Regions from separate parts of the Mus musculus genome. Here all the other regions are linked to region 1. A link is a contact called in public Hi-C data. All regions are on one chromosome and are shown on one strand. The core of a region is the stretch at or near the end of the contact, and the rest is flanking DNA. Distances in the headings are between cores, read along the strand shown.

Region 1 (3,486 bases), core at 301-2,800:
TTGGGGGAGCATAGTGGAGGCTAAATGACCTTCTTTACACAGGTCTGAGAAATGCAAAGACTGGCCCTTGCAATAGGTCCCTAGGCAGCATCTTCTGGGTATCTATGTGTACAGCCTGGGCAGGGTTGTGGGGTACTGGGGATGACCCAGGTTGGCCTATATCCAGAGTATAGGTGAGAGAGCTTCTTCCTGGTGAGGCACTGGCAAGAGATACTGGTCAGAATGGGAACCTTATAAGCAAGCCTATGGTTATTAGAGGTGGCCCTGGCTTTTAGAGCCAGCCAGGGCTGTGGCTACCCTCCCTGCATTCAGGTCTCTGTCAGTGGACTCTCATGTCTCACTGCTTCCACTGAGCACGGTTTGGGATGGGACCCATAGGGAGCAGTGGGCAAGGGAGGGCCCCAGGCTGTGCTGGTGGGACCTTGTTGACCCACTAATCTCTGCATGAACTTGAGGAGTGAACTGGCCATTTCTGCATTCTTCTCAGAGGAACCTCTGGCTTCTTCCAGCCTCTGCGGATCCCTAATGTTGTGCTATGGTCCCTTTTGGGCAACCACATAGCAACCTGGGCTGTGGGTAAGCAAGTTTCTGAGAAGCTAGCAGAGATCTGTCTTGGATCCTTTGTTGAAGGGATCTCCTGCCAGACTTGTACACACTTTGTGAGAGGGAAAGGCCTCGGTGAAATCCTGAAGAATCTCAGGCTTGAGGTCTCCCAGACCTCAAGGACAAACAAGGTCATCAGAAGTGACTAGAAAAGAATGAAACAAATAAAACTCAGTACAGACCAGGGCGATTCTTCCTCTATTTGCCCCTGTTGTGGATTCTGCCCGTGCTTCAGGCCTAAATTTCCAACCCATCACAGGACCCATACTTCATAGCTAGTAACTCACGTAGAAGCAGTCACTTCTTGGCCTGATCTCCTCACCATTCTAAGACCTAACCTGGTGAGGAGATGGGACTGTGGCCAGGAGAGAGGTCCCATCTGAATAGGGTGGCCCTAGGCTGTTTATGAAACAACCTAGGCTGTTTGTTGTCTCCAGAGCTGCTACACCTTTCAAGGCCTGAGGTCATTGTCCAGGTGTCTGTCCACAGTTACTGAGAGAGGGAAGTTGACTAGACCATTTGCAGGGACCTCTCCCTGTGCTAAGCCAGATGGGAACCGGATCTCGTGTGGTCCAAGGGGACAATATGCTATGCTCCTTGTACAAGTCAGGGAAAAATTCCACAGAATCAGCCCTGAGCAGTGCCAGGACTCTATGGCTTATGGCCATGCCAGGACAGGCCAAATGCAACCAGGTAGGTTGGAGACAGCAGGATAGTGCGGGGATCCAGCCCTACCCTATCCTGCCTTGCCCTACCCTGCCCTGTGGTTGCTAAATAGTTAAAAGAAAAAAGAATCAGGGAAACCAAGCTGTCAAGTAGTTAATTGACTTTTCCTCAATCAGCTCAATGAATATTCATGAGGTGGCTGGTCCTCCTCAGGGCGCTGTTGTCGCTGTGGCTCCTCTTCCTCAGAGCTGACATGACATCCTGCGCCAGCCTCTTCCAGCCCACAGTTGGCCCTGATTGGCTCAGCTGCACTCTTGAAAATGCCATAGCAACCCCTGGCTGGTTGCCTAGCAATCCTTCCTTCTCTTCCTTTACCCCCCTCTAAAACCTAAGCCAGTAATCCATAGGCTTAGGGTAGAAGTATCTTCATGTCATGGTGAGTGTGTGCACACAAGTATATGGATGTGTACGTGGGGGTGTGCATGTGTATAAATATGCAAGAGGAAGAGTCTGAAGGGACCCATAAAAGAAATGGGCATAGACCCCTGGCCGGGCAGGTCATTTTGGGATGCTCACCACAGCACCCAAAGCCAGAACCCTCTAACCTGAGTCCATAAGGAGTCTATCTACCACTGCACAGATATTATGAGACCCCGGGCTTATCTTTAATAGTTCCTCAAAGGTGAGAAACAAAGGTGTCCTCAATTGAAGTCATTGTCCAGCATGAAGGATGTTGCTGGGCTTCTGTTCTGCACATAACTTGGGCACAGATGCCTAGGTGCCCTGCTTTAGAAAGCTGCTGTCTGGGATGGGAAATGCACCCTGCAAGCCATGTGGGTTGTCAGGTGGATGTTCCTAGGGTAGATGCATTAGAGTAGCCACCAAGAGACTGTGGATGTGAGCATTGGCCCCGGAGCATTGTGGACATTCTGACTTGTGTCTCTCCTCCCATTCTCTGCCCAGGTCTTGGAGGGGTGTGTTGTGCTCAGTCCTGGGTCTGCCCTCAGAGGGCACTTCCTATGGACGTTGAGAAAGGGTCAAACATAGGGAGGAGAGCAGAGGACATCACTGATTGGTGTTCATCCCAGGGAGGCGGGCATGTTGCCTAAGCCAGCACACAAGGCTCCAGCTGCTTGCTGTGCACTGGTGTTGACATAAAGGGGCACTGATCTAGGCCTGACTCTTACTTAATGTCTGTGGATAGGGTTCCAGAGGGGAGGATGTGGGTATCCAAGGTGCAGAATCCTGTTAGCCTTACCTGAGGCAGGCTAGACAGTCTGTTCTGAGTGGCAGGCCCACATCAGGGCATTCTGGCCACTGAAGATGCTGCAGGGAGACCTGGAATAATTCCTAAAAAGATGTAGAAGGATAATTATTGTCCTTATGAGAGATGATAGATTAAAAAAATGACAACAAATGCCCGAGGGACAGTGCTACATTCTCTAACAAGATATCATATCATTGAGTCCTCTTGATATCAGCAGCATGTCAGACTCAAGAAGCCGGTGAACTGAGGTAAAGTCAATTGCTGTCTCCCCTACCCTAAGTTAGAGAGTAGTACATATGCATGTGTGCACCTTATGTGGTGTGTGCATGCATCCATGTGCGTGAACATGCACATATATGTGCATGCCATTGCATGCCTGCTCAAGGGAGACTATGCACACACGTGTAGATGTGTGTGTATGCCTATGCAAATATGCCCATGTATGAACATATGCATATGTATGGATATGTGTGTGTGTGTACATGTGTGCGCATGCATATATTTTTGTTCTGAATGTGCCCACAGGCATGGGTGTCTGTGCATACTTGTGCATATATATGTGTGAATGTGTGCCTCTACATAGCTGTTCATGTGTGCACATATCTGCATACATGTATATATGTACATGGATTACACTCAGGTGTGCTGAGTGACAATGGCTGATATGGACGCTTTATTTTTGACCAGTGGAAGCAACACTCCTGAGCTCTCTGCTGAGCCCTACGCTGGTTTCCCTGTTAAACACAGCAAACGTGCGTCTTCAATAAAAAGCTACACAGCAACTTAATCTTCAATCGATTGCAAAGAAAGGAAAATAAGACCCTGCTCCCTGGGGCCCATGCTGCCTGATAGGCAGTTGTTCTTGATATAGAATGTGGGCGATAGATGCATTAAATATAAATGGAGATACAGAGGGGGATCGATAAACCCCGCTTCCTCCATGCTAATTG
Region 2 (3,803 bases), core at 348-2,847, 73 kb after region 1:
ACTGTTAGAGACTGGACCTGACCTTCAGCTAAGAGGAAAGCAGCCTTGGGAAGAACCACAGTTAGGAATTCAGAGTGTGAACATTGTGTGATGACCCTCAGCATAAAATATAACTTTAGTTATACTGAGTGTGTCCTTCTTGCTCACCACACCCCAGGTGCACACACTTGTTGCATCCGTACTCAAGACTGTGTCTGTCCTGGAGGAGGGAAGCATACCTCCGTCTGAACAACTGAATCACTTTGGTCTGGCTCCACACCCTCCCTAAAACAGTTTCTGCCTAAGAGGAAAGGAGTTGAGCACAGTAGGCACATGAATGCCCTCCTGCTCTCTAAAACCTTGTAGATGCATACCTAGCTTCAACACCAAGGTGTGGACGAGCCTATCGGTTCCATTTTCAGTTACAATGGAGAGGGTACCACCACCAGTGGTGGTCCTGACATGGGGTGTGGTCTACTGAATTTCTTGTGGAAAACAAGGGAGGCTGAGGATGTAGACAGGTCACTAAGCTGGCCACAGCCTGGTTTCTGTGGCTCAATTCTAACAGTCTGGCCTCCCACACTAGGGACCCCAGGACCAGGCCCTGCCAATGTGTATAAGGATATGCACAGAGTATGTGCACACAGCATAGACATGCATGCATATGTGTGCACACAGCACTCTGTCCTCACTCCCAAAGGTCCATGAGGGCTGGGACACAGACAAGGGTTGGGTCCAAGCCCATATTTCAGGTAGCTTCCAGGTCCTGATAAGCTGTACAAGAACTCTGTCCCAATCATGATGTCAAGCATAGTCAGAATGTTAGAGCCATTGGCATCCTCATGAGAACATGCTTAGTGTGGGTAACCAATGACGTCCTTGAGCTGGACAACGCTATGGGATGTTTTCTCTTCCGGTAATGATGGAGGTCAAACACAAGGCACAGGAAAAAAACTTCAGAGAATAAATGAGCCAGAGACTGAAGTCAAAGGAAACATTGTAGCTATAGCCTTGTAACATTGTAGCTATAGCCTTGCAAGATGGCTTGGGCAGGTGCAGAGCTGGAATCCTGGTTTTAAAAACCACCAATACTTCCTTCAAGGGGTCAGAAAGATACACGTCCCTGCTGGTGTGTGTTGAATGAATGAATGATTGTGTGGATGAACCAGTGTACAAATGAGTATGTGAACAAATTAGTGAATGAATGAATCACTGAGCCAGTAGATAAAGGAGAGAGTGAGAACTGGGAATCCTAACGGCTGATTCCATTTTGGGCTCATCATGATCTGAGGCCAAGGATGGACAGAGACCTTGTCTTCAGAGACTGGGGCTAGTAATGAGCTCTCTACCAGCCAAAGGTAGGACCCTCCCATGTGCCAGGCCCACTGCTGTTATGGTGATGATCTTTCTCATCCATGTAAGCACAACAGTTAATGGCGATCACCCACCTGTGATCATTCCTTACAGGGCTTTGGGGAACACACAAAGACCCCAAAATTTAGGGCATAACTTCTCTCCAGGCTCACAAATCCCTTCCTCAAAGCCAGCATCTGGCCCACTGCTGCCCTCTGCTGACTAGCCTAGCCCAGAAAGGAAAGGGAGGGGACCACAGAACCCATCTAGGGCAGCATCAGATCCCTTGCTTCATGAGTCAGTTGCTAGGGTGACAGACAGCCTGAAGGGCCCTCAAGTAGGCAGGGAATGCCATCATCCTTCTTCCACAGGAGCCAAATTCCTCACACTAGGCCTCCTTAGAACAGCCCATGTGACCACACCCCCACCCCCACCCCCAGGCCTAGGGAAGGAGAAAACACACACAAAAGGCTATGCCACCCACTGCCCAGGGACGACGGGCACCTAGCACTTAGACACTGGCCCTGCTAGAGATGTAGGTCTTTATTCTCACATCACTAGCCAAGGCCCCCAAAGTACTCTTGCAGGCCATAGCCCTATAAACAAGACATGGAGGGTACCTCTGTCACTTGTGTTCCTGGAATCTGTGGGTTTAACCAAGAGCAGGGGTAGGGGGCTCCTCCATGGGGCCCAACACCTCAGGCTTGTCTCGAGTTGCTGGTGCAGGAGGCCGTTAAAGAAGGAGAGGCAGCTGACCCTGGCCACAAGCTGTATGAAGTCAATAGTTGGGGCCCAGTGGCTCAGCCTTCCCCAGAACTGAGCATTCAACTTCCAAGGACCAGCCACTGCTGGCAAACTCCACGATCTGCTGCTCACAACCTTAGGGAAAACACTAGCCACATGTGGAGCCTCATTGTAAGCCATCAATGACCACCAACTTGCCAGGCAGTGGCTGTACCTGCCCCATCAGTTGCCACCAGGATATGGGCAGGGAACAAACACCAGAGAGACAGGGCCTGTTGGTACTCACCTGGTCTACCAGGGGGCCAGAGCTTCCAGCAAAGTGAGACCATGACCATGACTCTGTGCTGGTAGCTGCCACCCTGAGGACTAAAAAAGCCCCTAATTCAGGGACCACCCCACAGTGGGAAGCTCACGGAGATTTCCCTTAGAGTCATTTGTTTCTTCAACAAGCTTACACCAGCCATCACTTCATGTAAACAAACACAGCCACTGATTCTAAATGAAGCTGTTTGCGTGTGAATTAATACATCATATTCTCTCCCGAAACAGAATTATTTGTCTCTGGAGGAATCAGGTTAAGTCTGGAGTGTGGGGAGGGGGTGCCTAGCTGTGTCATTTGCATATGCAAATTATTCCGCTCTCAATTAAAGGCTTGTGTGTCAGCAAATGAGACTAATTAGATTTATTTATCTATGATAATCAGCTTTTCACAAACAAAATAGATCACCCTTTCAACGATGCTGGACAAAGCATACACTAGGGAGGACCTGCCTGATGGGACTCAGGCTGGGGAGGAGACAGTGCTTAGAGGGGGTGTGGTTGCTGTAGGTGGCCCATGATGCTTGGACTGGTTTCCCTAGGCCATTTATCCTAGCTGAAGGAATGTCCCAGCAGGACTGCATATCTATCCTCACTCAATCTCTTCCCTCTACTCCAGCCACAGCAGGGTACAAAAATGGAATCAGATGCATAGTTTCAGCCCTACAAAGAGCAGCAGGAGATGGAGCCATCTGAGAGTTTTAAGAGCCAAAGAAAAATCAATGAGATGAGTGCTACCTTTACAGAGGGCAGAACAGAGCTAGCACTTAGGGGACCCCACACCAGCTCCGCTCCTGGACCCTGGTGCTAGGTACTGCTATGGGCCTCCTCAAATGTTTCTAGACATCAGAAGGCAATGCCTTATGAGGGACCACCAGAACACACACATTTTGTACCTTAGGACTACAGACACTAGCTCCATGAAGAGAAGCAACCATACTGTAGGAGGATGGAAATGAAGCCACGGCCACTTTGGTCTCTACTCCACTTATCCCTGCTTCTCTCAGGGCCTTCCATGCTCTGGGCTCTGTGTCTCTCATCTCTTGTTCCTTACTCTGCAAAGGCCTGTCTGGAACACTGACCCTCATTGCTGCCTGTTCCTGAACTTGGTGACACTTCCTAGTGTGTGTCAATGTTTGTGACAAAGAAATAAACCCATTGGCAGAAGGTAGTAGCCCTGCCCACCCTGCCTGAGCCCCTGGAGGCACCACTTCCTGTGTAAGAGTCAAATGCCATAAGCCATGAAGGGGAAACGTCTTGGAGTGCCTGCAGGGTTCCGAGGGCAGCCTGATCATGATCTCATCTGGAATTCAGACCCATTTCCCTTCAGGTACCTCTCAGGCATCATTCTACCTACCCACAGCACCAGTTGAATATGGAATATCAAAAGCCTTAGTGTCTGTCTGTCA
Region 3 (3,957 bases), core at 949-3,448, 90 kb after region 1:
ACACAAACACACCAATGCAAGCATACACATATAGCCCCATACACTTACACATAGCCTCACATACAAGCACATACACACAGCCTCACACACATCACACACTCACACACACTCACACATAGCCACACACACACACTCAAACACACACACACAAGCATACACACTCAGCCCCACACACTCACATATAGCCTCACACACATACACACACAGCTTCGCACACATATTTATACGCACACACTCAAACACACACACAAGCATTCATACACAGCCACACACACTCACATATAGCCTCACACACATACACACACATTTACAAACACACACTCTCACACTCAGTCAAACACATATACAGGCATAAACACACACACACACACACTCACCTTAAGTTCTCAGCAACCACAGTTTCAGACGCCCCCTTTTGATCAGGAGAATGTAAGTTGGCAGTCAAAGCCTGAACACTTGAGTGACCTGCCCCTCTGCTGAGACCAGCCCTGGAAGACCAATCACTAGACGCAGAGGGTCAGCTGTGCATAGGATGAGACATTCTGGATCCAGCCCTTCAGTTGGGTGAGTGCAGATCCTATTGCAGGGGAGACTTGGAATAGGAGGAAGGCTGACAAGAGTTTAAGCTGCCCTGGGCTCAGAGCTGTCCCTGCCTCACCTCAACTGGGTTGGGCAACACGAAACAGAATGGAGAGGCACAGGATGTCTGTGTCAGCTGCTTCTAGGACCAAAGAAGAGAGTTTCCCACAGACACCAGCTCTCTACTCAAGTAGAATGCAGCCCAGTGGCTGCCTCCTCTGTGAAGTCTCCTTAGAATTACATGATCACACCCCACCAGGGATACCTCTTTCCAGGTTAGCATAAGGCATTCTTGGGGCATGGTCACTTGAGACAGCATCAGCCCTTGTTTAAGCTGAGGGTGAATGGGGTCTCTGAGAGGTGGGAAGATCCTGACTGCTAAGCCTAGAGTGAGCAGGGGTCACCAAACCATAAGTATTAAGAGAGAATGAGACTCGGAGTGGGAGTCCAGGCCAGAAAGAAGAGATACCAGAAGAAAAAAGAAGCTTTGGATCAGACAGAGAGTTAGCCTGGAGCTGCTAGCAGCTGCCACCCTGGGGAGGGGTGGCAGCAACATGGGTGTAAATGTAGCAGGCTGGCAAGGTAGGGTTACATACTTATGCTTCCACGTGGATGCCTAGAGTCAGCCATGCCTGAAATCTTGTTGACTCACAATAGTGTGGGCTCTAATCGTGATCCCTACCGTTGGATGCCCAGAAGAAAAGTGCATGTTGTTCTGACTGGGGACCAAACTGCAGAGGAAGCAGAGTTCCTAAGAGAAAGGGCTATGCCCACTGTGCATACAAGCCCTAGCCTGGCTCCTCACCATTGTGTTTTATAAAGAAGAATGAACCAGGATAGGTTTGTAGATGCGCGGTATGGTGAGGTGGAAGGGGGTGCCTCTGTGGGCTCAGGCTGAGACACACCTTCTCCCTGAGGTTCCATAGAGTATGGGATAGAGTTTATTTAGGGCATGGGGAGGAGACTTGAGGAGGGAGGAGAGAGAAAAATGGGAAGAGGCTGGCTAGGAACACATGGGGGTAGGGGAGTGGGGAGAGAAAGAACAGAGGGTAAAAGAGTAGGAGAGGAAGAGAGGAAGAGAGTGAGGAGGGGGCAAGTAGCATACCTGGCTGTTGCCAAGTAACTGGGGCAGAGCCTAGAAGGGATGCCAACAACCATCCCATAGTTCACTCTCTGCTATTCTCTGCTTCCCTGGAGATGAGGGTTTGTGTGTAGACCTTTCCTTTGATCTATGCATATGGAGAAGCTAACACCAGAACACATGCTCACCTTGCCCTGTGTCGGGGAGGAGTTGGGTTCCCTTGAGGGACCTCCCTCCTGAGGACACCCTGACTTTACAACTCAAATTTAGTCTAGCAAAGTTGCTCCTGATCGATACCGTTAATGTTTGTTTTGAAACTGCAGCACAAGCAAGCTTTTAGAGTCCTACAATGCTTTTCTCTGGTTTTTTTTTTTCTAGGTGTTTGCATTTCATCTCAGCCAAGTGCAGAATCATCTGTGGGGCAATGTGGGAACCACAGGGAGAATCATTAACAGACACATTTACGTTCCCAGTGCATCTCCAGGCATGCATATCTGCTCAGATGCTGCAGGCGGCTCAGGCTCTGGGTGCTGCAGCCAGGCTGTGATTGCCAGGGATCAGCACGATAGCACTGATGGGCAGGGCCATGCAGGCAGCCTCCTATCCAGTCTCTTCCCGCAAAATGGAATAGGTAATGAGCCCAGCTTGTCTCCTTCACAGATCTTGAGGGGATCTGGCTCTCTGCCCCCTGTCAGGCTTATGGTCCCTGCCATGTGCTCTCTCACGCTTTCCTTGTCAGCGCTTCTCCTGCTCAGGCTCTGAAGTCACAGAAAGGAAGATTGGCGGAGGGCGGAGGGCGGGGGGGGGGCGGGGGGGGGAAGAAGGGGAGATCCAGACAGGCATCAGATATCCCCAAGCTCACAGATAAGAGAACACCATGCCCATCACTCCACACTTCATGTTCCCAGTGGGCAGGCATCTGATCTCCCTCTGCAGCCAGATAGCGACAATCCAGTTCTGCCAATGAGGTCCTGGATAGCTGCCGCACTGCAGGCTGACTTCCTCCACTGAGAAACACCAGGAAACTAGGTCACTGAGTTCCTGGCTTGGAGTTGTCCTTCCAGAGGTCACCCTGCCACCCTGTTTAGCAGGTGCTGATAGGCTTCCTGGGCCCCTTTTCCCAAGTCCCACACCAAAGGAGGGAGAAGAGAGCAAAGCCCAAGCAGGTTGACCAGGAGTTTTGACAAGAGTCACCCTCATCACAGGCCAGAGCCCAGAAAACAGCTTAGCCCTCACAGGAATGTGCCCTGCAGGGTGGTGGATCACGATGTTCTGGGATGGCCTGTCAGGAGTGAAGAGCAGACTTGTCCAGCACTTCAAAAAGGTCTCAACAAATCTGTTTCCAGCACAATGAGATCAAAGTCAGCCCGCAGCCCAAAGCAGCCAAGGTGCAAAGGAAAGTAATTAGAGAACGGGGCTGGGGAGATGCTTAGTAAAGTGCTTGATGTGCAAACACAAGGACCCAAGTTCATTCTCCAGATCCATAGGATCATAGGCACAGGCATGGCGTTACCCTTGTAATCCCTGTGCTGCAGAGGCAGAAAGAATCTCAGGCATTGCTAGCTAGCCAGCCTTGCCAAATTGGTGAGTTCCGACCAACCAGCGAGCCTCTCAGCGTCACTCAGGGTTGTCCTTTGGCCTCCACAGGCACGAGCGCGCGCGCGCACACACACACACACACACACACACACACACACACACACGGGGGTGGGGGGGAGCAAACCTGCCAGCCTAACACACTAACACAGTTCTGTATCCAAGGAAAACATCCCAACAGTTGCAACAAATAAAGATGTTTTTAGACAAAGTAACCAGCTATAGGCTGAGAGAAACTATCACCAGCTTGTACTGAGCAAGCACTGACACCATTCCGGATGAAGGAAAGCCATGCCAGATGGGTCTACACAAGAGAATAGAGAGCCAGATTCAGAGAATATCAAGTAATGCATAAGGCTGCCATGTGAGCTTCTGTTTGTTTTGTTCTTGAGACAAACTATGTAGCTCTAACTAGCCTGGAACTTGCTGTGTAAACCAGACTGGCTTTGAACTTACAGAGGTCACCTGCCTTACAGATTTAGAGAGACCTATGGATCCAGCCCACAAGAGTCTGACCTCTTCCTGGTCTGTCTTCCTATGCCTGACGCATCCTTACTGGCATAGACCCTCTGGCTTTGGAACTAAGGGACGCCCTGACTACATCAGCCATCACAGGGCCATGTCCTGGCCTTTCCTTGTCCTCATCCACCTTGAGAGGCCCCTCTAAAGCATCCTGAGAGCTCATTAAGGCAGGGCTGCTA

Evidence for each region. Hi-C and Micro-C count contacts between places; a contact is called where the count stands out from the background.
Region 2: a Hi-C map of brain shows a contact between it and region 1, with 4 times the contacts expected there. The contact joins two enhancer-like sites. A contact is called at or near these places in 1 of 15 datasets of contacts at CTCF or cohesin (CD8 T cells), 59 of 484 Hi-C or Micro-C datasets (the 63-12 cell line, 8-cell embryo, the AML12 cell line and 27 more) and 8 of 115 datasets of contacts at active chromatin or transcription factors (embryonic basal ganglia, embryonic forebrain, embryonic hindbrain and 5 more).
Region 3: a contact with region 1 is called in a Hi-C map of cerebral cortex, with 3 times the contacts expected there. The contact joins two enhancer-like sites. A contact is called at or near these places in 1 of 39 promoter capture datasets (embryonic stem cells), 2 of 15 datasets of contacts at CTCF or cohesin (embryonic stem cells and pro-B cells), 28 of 484 Hi-C or Micro-C datasets (the 63-12 cell line, the Ba/F3 cell line, the G1E-ER4 cell line and 12 more) and 10 of 115 datasets of contacts at active chromatin or transcription factors (embryonic basal ganglia, embryonic forebrain, embryonic hindbrain and 5 more).

The regions. Positions count from the first base shown.
Region 1 is chr2:180,877,640-180,881,125 of GRCm38.p6, reverse strand. No RefSeq gene overlaps it. Among named protein-coding and RNA genes, the nearest start is that of Mir124a-3, 15 kb to the left of the region's middle. Within about 2 kb of position 1,550, at least 50 of the 459 cell types and tissues checked have an H3K27ac peak or open chromatin away from gene starts, as enhancers often do. A contact at or near this core is called in brain, cerebellum and cerebral cortex, where this site is marked.
Region 2 is chr2:180,803,950-180,807,752 of GRCm38.p6, reverse strand. No RefSeq gene overlaps it. Among named protein-coding and RNA genes, the nearest start is that of Gm14340, 19 kb to the left of the region's middle. Within about 2 kb of position 1,597, at least 21 of the 459 cell types and tissues checked have an H3K27ac peak or open chromatin away from gene starts, as enhancers often do. A contact at or near this core is called in brain, cerebellum and cerebral cortex, where this site is marked.
Region 3 is chr2:180,787,337-180,791,293 of GRCm38.p6, reverse strand. No RefSeq gene overlaps it. Among named protein-coding and RNA genes, the nearest start is that of Bhlhe23, 12 kb to the right of the region's middle. Within about 2 kb of position 2,198, at least 35 of the 459 cell types and tissues checked have an H3K27ac peak or open chromatin away from gene starts, as enhancers often do. A contact at or near this core is called in cerebral cortex, where this site is marked.